Regions from separate parts of the Mus musculus genome. Here all the other regions are linked to region 3. Evidence: chromatin contacts called from public HiChIP or PLAC-seq data. All regions are on one chromosome and are shown on one strand. Each heading gives the region's core, a stretch centred on a gene start, on an enhancer-like site or on the middle of the called end of the contact. The rest is flanking DNA. Distances are from core to core; before and after follow the strand shown.

Region 1 (3,821 bases), core at 245-2,744, 620 kb before region 3:
TGCATTTCTGAGTCTTGAAATTTGAAATCTTCGCCCTCCGTCTGACTTTTTGCATAAAGTCTCCATATTTACCACCAACCGAAGGCTGGTTTTCCCTATTAGAAGGCTAACTTTCTTCAACTGATTTTAGTGGGAAGCTCTCTACCACAGCATTCCTACCACAGCATTCCTCTACCGCAGGGAGATGCCATGGCTGACGGAGTCCTCATTGGGAAGCAGAGTCTTTGCTGGCTGCTTGGTTCACTTGGGTGGCTACTGCTGTTGCCTTATTTACAGAGTGGAGATGGGTAAGAAGCCTGGGGTAGCCACCTCCCCAAGTTCCCTGTGGTGACAAAGAAGATCATTCCTACCCCCCCCCTTTCCCCAGTGGCTATAGCAGTCTACGCAAGTTTCAGGCTGACTTCCATTGAGTGAGGTTTCAGTAAGGGAAGAGTCAACCCAGCGATCGTAAGTAACTAAATTCCTTCTGTAGATTAAGGGTCCAGCTGATGCTAAGACAATTTCCCAAGATTCTGAAGGTCGAGGGTCATAATACAATACACTCTAAAGGAAGAAGCAAATCTAATCCCGCTCACCCCATTATCTCTTGCTCTTGGCTCCAAGAAAGATTCTGTAGGTAGCAATAAGATTTTTACATTGGATGCTGCTCATGGTATCAACAAAACAATTTCTCTGTCTCAGAGAGTCGGAGCTCATAGCCTGTGTTTCCTCTCTTCCCCATTCCTTTTGCTTCCTTTTATTCTCCGTGAAGGTGTTAATGAACGGTTAATTGCTTAAGGGTGGGCTTGCTGACAAAGAAGAATAAGGACAGGAAAGCAGTGATAACAGTTTGAAAAACTGTGAATAGAGAACTGTAAAAGCAGGCTTCCGCAGAGCCTGGGGTGTGGGGGTGGGGGCTGGGTAGGCAGATTAATCTAGTTCCTTACCTCTGGCTCCCACCCAGCATCTTCCACTCCCATCTCCTTCCCTCAGTTTTGTCACAGCGTTTGAGGGTTTAATTGAAGACCTGCAGAGGAGAAAGTGCTACGGCCACTAACTGGCTGGTTATATTATGGGAAAGAGACTTGAGAGTAAACAGAGGGCCTTCTGCTCTGAGCACAGTGCTGAGAACCTGAAGTCAGGCAGAGGAGAGCCTGAGCCAAGGCTGTATATTAGTTTAATATTTGTAGACCCAATGTGATGCTCAAGATGGAGAGAGAGAGAGAGAGAGAGAGAGAGAGAGAGAGAGGTTCCATTCACCTTGGCCCTGAGATGAAGCCACACTAAGGGAGTCTAAGCAAGAGAAGCACGCAGAAGCGAACTTTTGTACCCTTGACTTTTGCAGAAGGCTCGCCCAGTTCATCTTCTATTTCCCCAGAATTCCCTTTCCTCATGCCTTTCTTCTCTGACTCACCGTCCTAGCTGTTCTTTACTGTGAAAGCACACACACAGTGTCCACCAGACAGTGGCTGGAACCTCTCATTGACAGGATGGCCCGACAGCGTGGGCTCTGTATGGAATCATGGTGTGCTGTGTGTGACTCACTCCTTGTTTTACCACCATCTGAGTCGGCCATCAGCCCATCCATTATCTGTGGCTTGTAAGCCTATTACATTAGCTCATCTCTTTTTGCCCAGTTGACATCCGGTCTTCTTCCTTTGTTGGAGTCCCCGGGACCGGCTGCATTACCTTCTCATGTGCTCATTGCCCCGTATGGTGTCATCCACAGATAACATTAACATGCCGTTTACACTTTCCTGGGTCACTAATCCAAATGTTAAATGAGTCAGAGGGTGACACTTGGCATTCACCATCTGTGGTGGGTTGACATTTGCCACTCCTGCAAACATTCACCCTCTTAAAGCAGGACCGGATCTGGTGCTTGTCAAAACCGGACCCATTCAAACCCTAATGATGTTGGTATGTGCAGCAACAGCACTCTTGTTAGCTATAACCTTTGTTCATAGTCACCCTCCTGCCCCGCCCCCACCCCACGCCTGTGGCCTGTGGAACCAAGAACTGGCTGGAGTCTGGGAGTAAGGACAAAGGTAGTGACGGGATGCCAGAGGATGCTGCCAGATGGCAGAGTTGGGGGGCTCAGCCGTCTGATCACTCAGAACCTATAAGCAAATGGCAGTGCCCTGCAGTATTGTCAAGACCGGATAGTGAAGGTGTGCTAGCACAAGCTAGCTCTGTTGAGTTACTTGAGATGCAAATTAGATTCATGAAGAAAACCTATTTGGCTTCCTTGACTACTGTGATGAACTAGACCCTTAAGCTTCTACACCATTTAGAACTGATGGAATACTGTTTTCCTGGCTGAACTACTAAATATTGATTTATAATTTTCTCTCTTTCTCTCACTCCTAGAGATGAAATCCAAGGTCTTTCAAGATATGCAAATGAAGCATCCTTTTTAAATTCAAATTGTGGCATAGCATTAAAAAACTTATTTTGATTAAAAATTATACTTGTGAATCTTCCCATTCACTTACTCTTTCTTTTGTTTGATTTTTATTTCTTTTAAAGACATTTTAAAATTTTAATTTATATATATGTGTGTGTGTGTGTGTGTGTGTGTGTGTGTGTGTGTGTGTGTGTGTGTGTTTACTCACATGTGCAAGGCCACAGAGGCTAGAAGAGGGTGCTGGATTTCCTGGAACTAGAGTTGCAGGTGGTGTGAGTCACCTGATGCAGATGCTGGGAATTGAACTTGGACCCTGTGTGAGAGTGTCTTAACTGTTGGATCATCTCCCCGTCCCCCATCCCTGCCACCCCCCCATCCCTGCCGCCCCCTTGACATTATTTCTTGATAGGAGATTTTGTTTTGTTTTCTAAAAACCTGTACTGACTCTCCGTGTGTGAGTGTATGTTTTACCCTGAACTGTGCTGGCTTGTAAAACAGAATCGCATAGATTTTATGTATCTCTGATTTCCAGTTTTGCTGTGTATCTTCTCTCCTCTCATCCTCTTTCCTTCCTTGTAGGGGATTTTAATTCAGAGCTTTGCCTATGCTAAGCTTTTACTAACATGAGCTATACCCTGGACCCTAATATTTTTTTTTTCTTTCAGAGTGACTCTTCAAAACTTCATTCTATAGATATTATTTCTTGGGAGAACTGGAGTTTTATTTCAAAATGTCCTTCTCTCTCTCTCTCTCTCTCTCTCTCTCTCTCTCTCTCTCTCTCTCCCCCTCCTCTTCCCCCTCCCCCTCCTCTCTCCTCTCCCTTTCCCTATGTCTCCCCTCTCCCTTTTCATCTCCCTCACCCCTCTCCCTCTCTGTTCATACTTGAGAAGCTGTTTTCTGTGTATTCCAGGGTAAGCTTAACTTTATAATCCCCATGTCTCAGCTTCCTAAGGGCTGACATTCCAAGCATATGCGTCCATACTAGTGATTTTTACACTTTGAACAGACTTTCAGAATGGATTATGATTTCTTCCTTTTTCCTTCCTTCCTTCCTTCCTTCCTTCCTTCCTTCCTTCCTTCCTTCCTTCCTTCCTTCCTCCCTCCCTCCCTCCCTCCCTCCCTCCCTCCCTCCCTTCATTCCTTCTTTCTCTTTTTGATCAGAGGTGGAAAGTAGATGTAGACATAAATAACATCAATTGAAGGGACGAAGTAACCAGTGTCCTCATGCTGTTGGCTGTGGCAGTGATGCAGTCCTATCCCAGGGACTCTGCTCATGTGGACCACTAGAAGTTGGAAAGTTTGGGCTGGAAACCTATAAGCAGGAAAAGAGAACACTAGAATATGTAGCCATGCATGCGTACATATATTATCTCAGATCAGTTTCCTGTAAAAGACAGTCATCTAAGTGCAAGGAAGTAAAAAAAATCTATCTTTA
Region 2 (3,647 bases), core at 780-3,279, 570 kb before region 3:
TCCTGTCCAGACCTTAGGAGATTATGTCCTATGCTTAGGTCCACTAGAGATCACTACAGCCTTGACTTTTATAGAGTGTTCTCCTTATCAGGGCTTGAGTAGGTGACAGGGCCTTATGCCCTCATCCTCAGCACAACAGTTGGTGTGCGCATATCTGGAACCAACGTCAACCATGGCGTTTCTTGGCCTGGAGCTCTGCCTGGCCTCTCAGAGCCATCCTGTACCTGAGGGCAAGCCAGAATTGCTAGGAAGTGATGAGGCACCTGAGCTTCGAGCATACCCCCCGGGCTGTGCCTGACACCGTGTGTGACAGTTCTCTAATTCCACAGAGTGGCTTCTTTTACTTTTTTTTTCTCCTATCCTGCCTCTTTGACCTACCATGGGCATTTCTTGAGATCAGCTTCTAAATAAACCATAATATTCAAACAGTGAGCTAAGGATCTCTGTCTAAGTCTACCTCAGACCCCAGGACAGTGTTTAAAGCAGCAGGATGGCCCTCAACGTTCCCATCTTGTGTCCACAACTTCCCTGCCCCATTTAGGGGCTCAGCCCCCATGACATCAGTGCCAACAGCAGTGCCTACCTCCAGAGTACATGTCAAAGCTGTCCTTTTTCATCACAAGGCCAGTAGATCCTAGTGAAAAGAGACTCACTCCCATAATGTGAGTCACCCTGCTTGTCATTTTGCTGAGTTTGGCTCATGTGTAGTGTAAAGCCTCAAACCAGATTGAGATCTGAGTGAAACTAGGTCCTGTGAGCATCACACAGGGCCACAATAGGGGCCTAAGGATTCCTAGGCCGAGGCTTATTTGAGAGGCAGAACACCCTGGCTGAACATCCAGAACAACAGAATCTAACCACTCAAGATCTGCGATCTGTCATGACAGCTGCTCACACAGAACTCAGCATTTCATCCTCAATCTTTGCACAAATTCAATGGGCTATTGCTTCGAAATGGAACATATCTGAAACAGTAAGTGTAGTGGATAGGTTTTCTGCAAAAACTATTATAAGGGCGTGGTTATCACTATTCCCACATAAGTGGGAAATCTGCAAGCCAAATCTAACTTTTGGAAGCTATGGAATTTTCAGTGATTATGGTCCTTGGATTTTCAGGGTCTGAAATAAGAAGAGCTCTCCACCATGGAAATGGTTTCATTCAACTCTATTTTCAATTACTCCTGACCCAATTCTCCTGCTTTTCACAATGGAAGACATTGCTAAATGTTCTATTAATATGCTGCTCTAGACCCATTGCTCTAGACCCTGCTGTTCTAGACCCTGCTGCTCTAGATCCACTGCTCTAGACCCATTGCTTTAGGCCTGCTGCTCTACACCCTGCTGTTCTAGACCCCACTGCCGTAGATGCTATAGAACCCACTGCTCTAGACCCGATACTCTAGACCCACTGCCGTAGACACACTGCTCTGATTTTTGTCCTTGAGTTACTGGAACAGGCAGACTCCCCCTTCCTATTTCTCTGACCTTTCTCTAACTTATCTTCACTTCTAGATCTCTTTTCAACTGATTCACCCAACTCTATCTTTAGCCTTATATTTCTTGAACCAAAATTCCCATTTTTCAGGATGAGGTATTTTTTTTTCTCTTGGATATAGCTGACATGTCAAAAATCATTGGGTTTTACACAAAGTATATACTTTTCAAAAACTGCCTTGTCTTCTGGCCCACTGTGTCCATCTGTCATCAGAAAGGAAAAAAAAAAAAACCCTTTCTTTTTCTGCTTTTGGTCTTAAAAAAAGAATCGAAGGATTAGTTCTTGTAAATTTCCCTTTCCAGCTTGCACTGGTTTGTCTTTGTTTTCCGGTTTTGTTGCTTCTCTTCCTGTCCCACTTATCTCTAACTATTTTTACCTACGCACAGTTTCACTTTCTATCATCTATCCCACACACAATTTTTAGGTCAGTCCCTGTAATTCATAAATGGCCATGCCATTATTTAGCTCACCCACTACCACCACCTTTTGACATTGTAGCATGATGCAGTTATTTATAAAGTTCATGCTGGGGAACTATGCAATGAGTTACAAAAGAAAACACACACACACACACACACACACACACACACACACACACACACACACACACACGAGTCCCGTCATGGTTTAAGGACATTTAAGATTTAAGATTTATTCATTGGCTTTTCTTGGCCACAATTACCAACTACAACTGACCCTGAACTCCCTATTCTGGTGGCAGCAAAAGCCTAGAGGCTTCGGGCTGTTGTTCTAAGTCTCACTTTAGCTCCGTGACTCATTTGGTTTGTGAGCATGATAACTTCATTAGTCATCAGGGAAAAGGTCTGTTTGCTCCAAAACAAAGTATGAGAGAAATGACCAAGATACACTTCTAAAAGCAGACAGCCAAGGCTTAATAACAAAATAAATAAATGCTTTATTGTGGTGAAAGATTACCATGTATTACTAAAACAGGTTAAGCAGAAAAGGCAATATTGTGATATTGACAAGTATGTGCAGCAAGAAGGATTTTTATATGTACGTTTCTTACTCTGGGTTACCATTGCTGTGATGAAATACCATGACCAACAGCAAGCTAGGGGGGAAAAAGTTTATTTGGCTTCTGCTTTTGCATCCATCACGAAGGAAGTCAGGCCAGGGGCTCAATCAATGCAGGAACCTGGTTATAGGAGCAGAAGCAGAGGCCATGGAGGGGGGCTGCTTACTGGCTTGCTCCCCGTGGCTTGCTCAGCCTGCTTTCTTATATATCGAACCCCAGAACCTCCAGCCCAGGAGTGGCACCACCCACAATGCTCTGATCTCTTCCCTATTAACCACTAATTAAGAAAATACCTTACAGCTGGATCTCATGGAGGCATTTTCTCAATTAAGTTTGCTTTCTTTCAGATAACTCTAACTTATGTCAAGTTGATATAAAACTGGCCAGCACAATCCTTGTCTGTGAACAAGCAATTTTAGCCCCAGGCATATGATATTCAGACAGCTACCAAGATGCACACAAGAAGGCTCACATCAACACTGTTCACATTGGCCCCAAAGGTGAAGTGATTTCAAGGGCATCAGTTGTGGCATATCCACGCAGAGTAGAATTCAGCAGGAGAGAGAACATACTGTGTTCTGTGGATGAGTCACGTGATAAGATAGAACCGAGCTAGACACAGGGATCTACACTGTATGATTTCATCCTGGTCATATAAGAATATGGCCCAAGTGAATCATTGCTATGGTTACCCTCAGGGGCATGGCTGCTTGTCGTCTTCTAAGGAAGAGTGTAAGAGGTCTGTGGCCAGAGCCACGGTGACGGCTCCACCAGCATGGCTGCTCTGTTGGTGGGAAACCCGATTTTAAAGGGCGATCTTCCAAGGAAGGAAGCTTGGGTGAGAAAGGGCAAAATGGGAGAGGGAATTACATTATAGACAGTGGGTGAAAAGGGAAACTATGAACGAGATAAAATAACAAAAAGTAAGGCACGGCCAAAACAAAACAAACAGGAACCCTGTTAGTCTCACATTTTTACCATCTGTCAAGCAACTGAAATTAACCAGTCATCAAAATACTGCACCATTACACCAATGAACAAAAGGAACTTTTTACAGTTCTCAAAACCAGGACATGAGTTTATGCGCAAATCAACTGAAGAAAAACTCCATTC
Region 3 (3,677 bases), core at 899-3,398:
TCTTTTTTCTAACTCATTTAAGGTTAATATATATATATATATATATATATCACTTCCTTAACCCTCACACTAACATAACAAATTAGACCCCAAGGTTTGATTTTTACTGTGAAAATGAACTCCTTTACAGCGAGTGGGATCATCTGGGCTTATTCTCTAAAGTAATTTAGCACATTAAGTGGCCATTGAAGAAATAATTGTTTCATGGTACAAAATCTGCCATTCACTTCTAATCACGCAAAGGAAGTTTACAACAGAGCTTTCAGAAGACAGCAAAAGGGAGACAAGCACCTTTGAAACAGAACAGTTTACACAACGGGAGTCTCTACATCCTAAGGCTGACCTGATTCTAATGCACTTTGTGAGCCATGCAACTGGTACCATGTTCTTCTAGAGATTTGATCTTTCAGTTTAGATATGGTTGACAATAAAAACACAGCCTGATATATATGAGGTAACTTTAGGTTACAGACATCAACATCTTCTTAACTGCCATTCAATAGTGCATAGCTGAAGGGTGTCAAAGTCAGGCTAGAAGACAACACCCCAAGGGATATTTCCAATCATGCTCTAGAGAGGAAATAAAGCGTAACACACAGACTTCCAATCACAAAATGAATATAAAAATCCTTGCCCAAGCCCGCTGCACCAGAGAGGAACCTGGAGTTACTCCACTCTGGTTTACAGAGCGGGGCTGAGGAGCCAGGCTCCTCCCTGTACGGAAAGCCGCCTCTTACACAGCTGCTGAAGATCCTGTCTCCAGCATTGGTGCTCTGACTTCAACTCCCTTCCCCTTGGGTATGAGCTATACTTACTGACTAGTTATTAATATGATACAGTAGAAATGACAGGATAGTACTTTCCCCTCTATATTTAATTATGTTATTTATTACTTCTAAGCCTCCAGTGACTTATCTGGTGGGAACAGTTAAGAGAATATGTTTGGTATTTGGAAGAAACCACAAGTTTGCTCCTCAAGTTCTTGTCTTGGGGAGAAGGGGGTTGTGCATATCTAGCATACATCGATATAAGATCCTTATACTAAAGTTACTCATTCATAAGATAAAATGGCCCTGCATATAAAGTAAATGCTATGTCTATAGGGTTGCTGCCTGCTCCAAAGATTCGCTTGTTTACCTGGGATGTGATGAGAAAATTAACGATTATAAATGAAAAGACCTTTTTTCCCTTGAGGGTGGTGATGTTATAATCATATTTACATAGAATTCAATGAGTCCGACCTTTTATAGAATGTAGATGGTCAGTTTCTGTGAAAATCCAGGTCGTAGCAGTTGAGCTCCAGAAATTATAGTGTAAATTAAATTTTCCTTTCCCATAAACAAAACATTTTAGGTAGGAAGCTATAGTCTAAGTGTGAGAAGATGTTACATAATGCTATAGTTAACTAGAAGGAATTTTGATGATTATTTCTAAAGTGTTTATGGAATAAGACAGCGCAGAGACTTCTGAGAAGGAACTGTGAAGGTGGAGTGTAAGAACTTCTAGGACACAAACTAAAAGAACTACCTCGCGCCTCAGGAGAGGGAGAGGGGTATTCTCAGGCAGGACGAGAACAGCGGAATACACTATACAAAGTGTCTCAGCAAACACAGTCACAGAAGGGATAAGGGGACACAATGAAGGGTCACATGCTTGTTGATACACATTACCAGACTGCTACACAATATTTATGACAGAAAAGAAAATTCTAAAGGTATGCCGCGGAAGAATTAAGTAGACTTAATATTTTATACCTGAAGACTAGACAGATAACATCTGCACTTGAAATAATAAACACAAACTTAATTGTCTGCCCAGTGGCCCAAAAGACAGTTTCGATACATAGAAAAGCACACCACTACCTAGAGGAGAGGGCCTACACAAGGTAATATGCATTAAGTGCAACAATTAACGTCTTGACTCTGAAAAGGCTATAGAAATGATTTTGGACAAAAGAAAATCAATGGGACATCGATTTACTCAGAAGAAAACTGCAGTAAAAAGAACAACAAAACTGATAAAAAGAATAAGCTGACTGAAGACTGAGTCATTAAACTACCAAGTCAATAACATGAGAAACACGCACAGGAGGTCAGTTCCTGACAGAGAGCATGCAACAGGAAGTAAGAACAAGCGCATGAAAGCTCAGAAACAACGGCTCTCAACAAGAGGTGGGTCCCTTGTTTGAACTGGAGGTTTTTGGCTTATTAGACCAAGGTGTGTGTGTGAAGTTTCACAATTCCTGCAGACATGAGTCAGAATGAAGAGCATGTGTGTTCAAACAGTGACAAAGACCCAGTTTACAGGATTCTCACAGGACATTTCTAGTCCAGAAGATGATTGGACGACAGGGAGAGGAAGTTCTGATAGTCACCAGGAGGGCCCAAGTTTAAAGGAAGTGTCCCAGTAAGAGGCACGTGAGAAGGCAGACATGGGACAAGGCATCGTGCCAACAGCAGCAGAGACTGGAGTAAGGTGGCCTATGCGTGGCCTAAGTCAAGGAGGCTGGAAGGGCAGGGAGCAGACTCTTCTAGAACTGCTACAGGGAGTGCACCCTGCCCATCTGATTTCAGTCTTCTGAGAGAAAAACATCTGTTAGGCTACCAAGTCCATGGTCATTTGTTATGTAGCTCACCAAACTCAGTGCATATACTGACTAAATAACAGACTTGTGCAGAACAAGGTAACAACAAACCTGAAACAAACAGATTGAACATGGGGTAGACTGTCGAACATAAGTCACAAAATAAAGATGTGAAGTGGGCCCTAAAGCTGACTAGACTTTAAAAAGACATCAACAGCTATATTCTCCTGCACAAGCTATCCTCCCTGCCAGAAAGGCTGACATGGGCATATGGAGGTACCTCCACCTGGGAAATGGGGCACTGGGTCTGAGTGACTCTCCATCCTAAAGTTCCATGTCCACCAGTAATATTAAACTCAGTTTCATCTTCAGTGTTTACCATGGAGCATGGGAGTAAGAACTCATGACCTTTGACAACAGTCTGGCAAACAGAAGAGCTCTCTCTAGTAACACAAGAAGATGAGCTCATAAATGCCAGTTTCTTTTGGAAACAACAACAACAAAAACCAGAAAAACTGAGAATATTCTTGAGATAGTTTCTTGCTCTAAGTTCACCAAGTGCTCTCTCAGCAAGCTGAACCCTTCCTTCTCACGTCTAACCTGACACAGACTGCACTGAACAAAACTGGCCACAGAGGAAGGACGGCTCTCTGAACTGTCAGCGTCGGAGATGAGCGCAAAGTGCTGGGCTCCCTGGCTTCTCTACATGTATTTCAGGCAGCTAACAAGCAAGGTAAAAACATACACATAGATTAAACACGAGGCAAACTGCAGAACACTATAAGTCACAAAATAAAGAGAATACATAACACAGAAAATAAACAGCTGCGAAGTTTATGAAGTCAATAACTCAGAAGATGAAAAGCTGAAAGAGCACGTGAGCGCTTACCTGCTCTGTTTCAAAAATGTCCCTCAGGTGCTCAAGGCCAAGGCTCTTAAGGAACTGGCTGATGTTCATGTCAAGACCCGCAACTAAAACAAACAGTAAAATCTCTTAGAATTTCCTAATTCTACGCAAGGTCAGCATTTATGCATAACCCTATTTTTTGACACTTGCCTGTACAGATGATTTCACATGACAAAAACCAATACC

The links. HiChIP or PLAC-seq counts read pairs in DNA pulled down with a chosen protein or histone mark.
Region 1: a FOXA1 HiChIP or PLAC-seq map of pancreatic cancer cells shows a contact between it and region 3. The contact joins two enhancer-like sites. A contact is called at or near these places in 2 of 15 datasets of contacts at CTCF or cohesin (pro-B cells and stem cell-derived epiblast-like cells), 8 of 484 Hi-C or Micro-C datasets (the Ba/F3 cell line, the N1E-115 cell line, bone marrow-derived macrophages and 5 more), 13 of 115 datasets of contacts at active chromatin or transcription factors (T-cell acute lymphoblastic leukemia, embryonic basal ganglia, embryonic forebrain and 9 more) and 2 of 9 other capture datasets (embryonic stem cells and liver).
Region 2: a contact with region 3 is called in a FOXA1 HiChIP or PLAC-seq map of pancreatic cancer cells. The contact joins two enhancer-like sites. A contact is called at or near these places in 1 of 484 Hi-C or Micro-C datasets (bone marrow-derived macrophages) and 3 of 115 datasets of contacts at active chromatin or transcription factors (double positive thymocytes, embryonic stem cells and pancreatic cancer cells).

Annotation. Positions count from the first base shown.
Region 1 is chr8:34,223,682-34,227,502 of GRCm38.p6, forward strand. Gm29243 (predicted gene 29243) reads left to right here. Exons shown (of 4, transcript NR_166073.1): 3 at 181-287; 4 at 2,350-2,469. Among named protein-coding and RNA genes, the nearest start is that of Gm29243, 8.8 kb to the left of the region's middle. Within about 2 kb of position 1,495, at least 50 of the 459 cell types and tissues checked have an H3K27ac peak or open chromatin away from gene starts, as enhancers often do. A contact at or near this core is called in pancreatic cancer cells, where this site is marked.
Region 2 is chr8:34,274,277-34,277,923 of GRCm38.p6, forward strand. No RefSeq gene overlaps it. Among named protein-coding and RNA genes, the nearest start is that of Gm29243, 59 kb to the left of the region's middle. Within about 2 kb of position 2,030, at least 62 of the 459 cell types and tissues checked have an H3K27ac peak or open chromatin away from gene starts, as enhancers often do. A contact at or near this core is called in bone marrow-derived macrophages and pancreatic cancer cells, where this site is marked.
Region 3 is chr8:34,843,808-34,847,484 of GRCm38.p6, forward strand. Tnks (tankyrase, TRF1-interacting ankyrin-related ADP-ribose polymerase) reads right to left here. Exons shown (of 27, transcript NM_175091.3): 20 at 3,474-3,556. Among named protein-coding and RNA genes, the nearest start is that of Dusp4, 38 kb to the left of the region's middle. Within about 2 kb of position 2,149, at least 25 of the 459 cell types and tissues checked have an H3K27ac peak or open chromatin away from gene starts, as enhancers often do. A contact at or near this core is called in bone marrow-derived macrophages and pancreatic cancer cells, where this site is marked.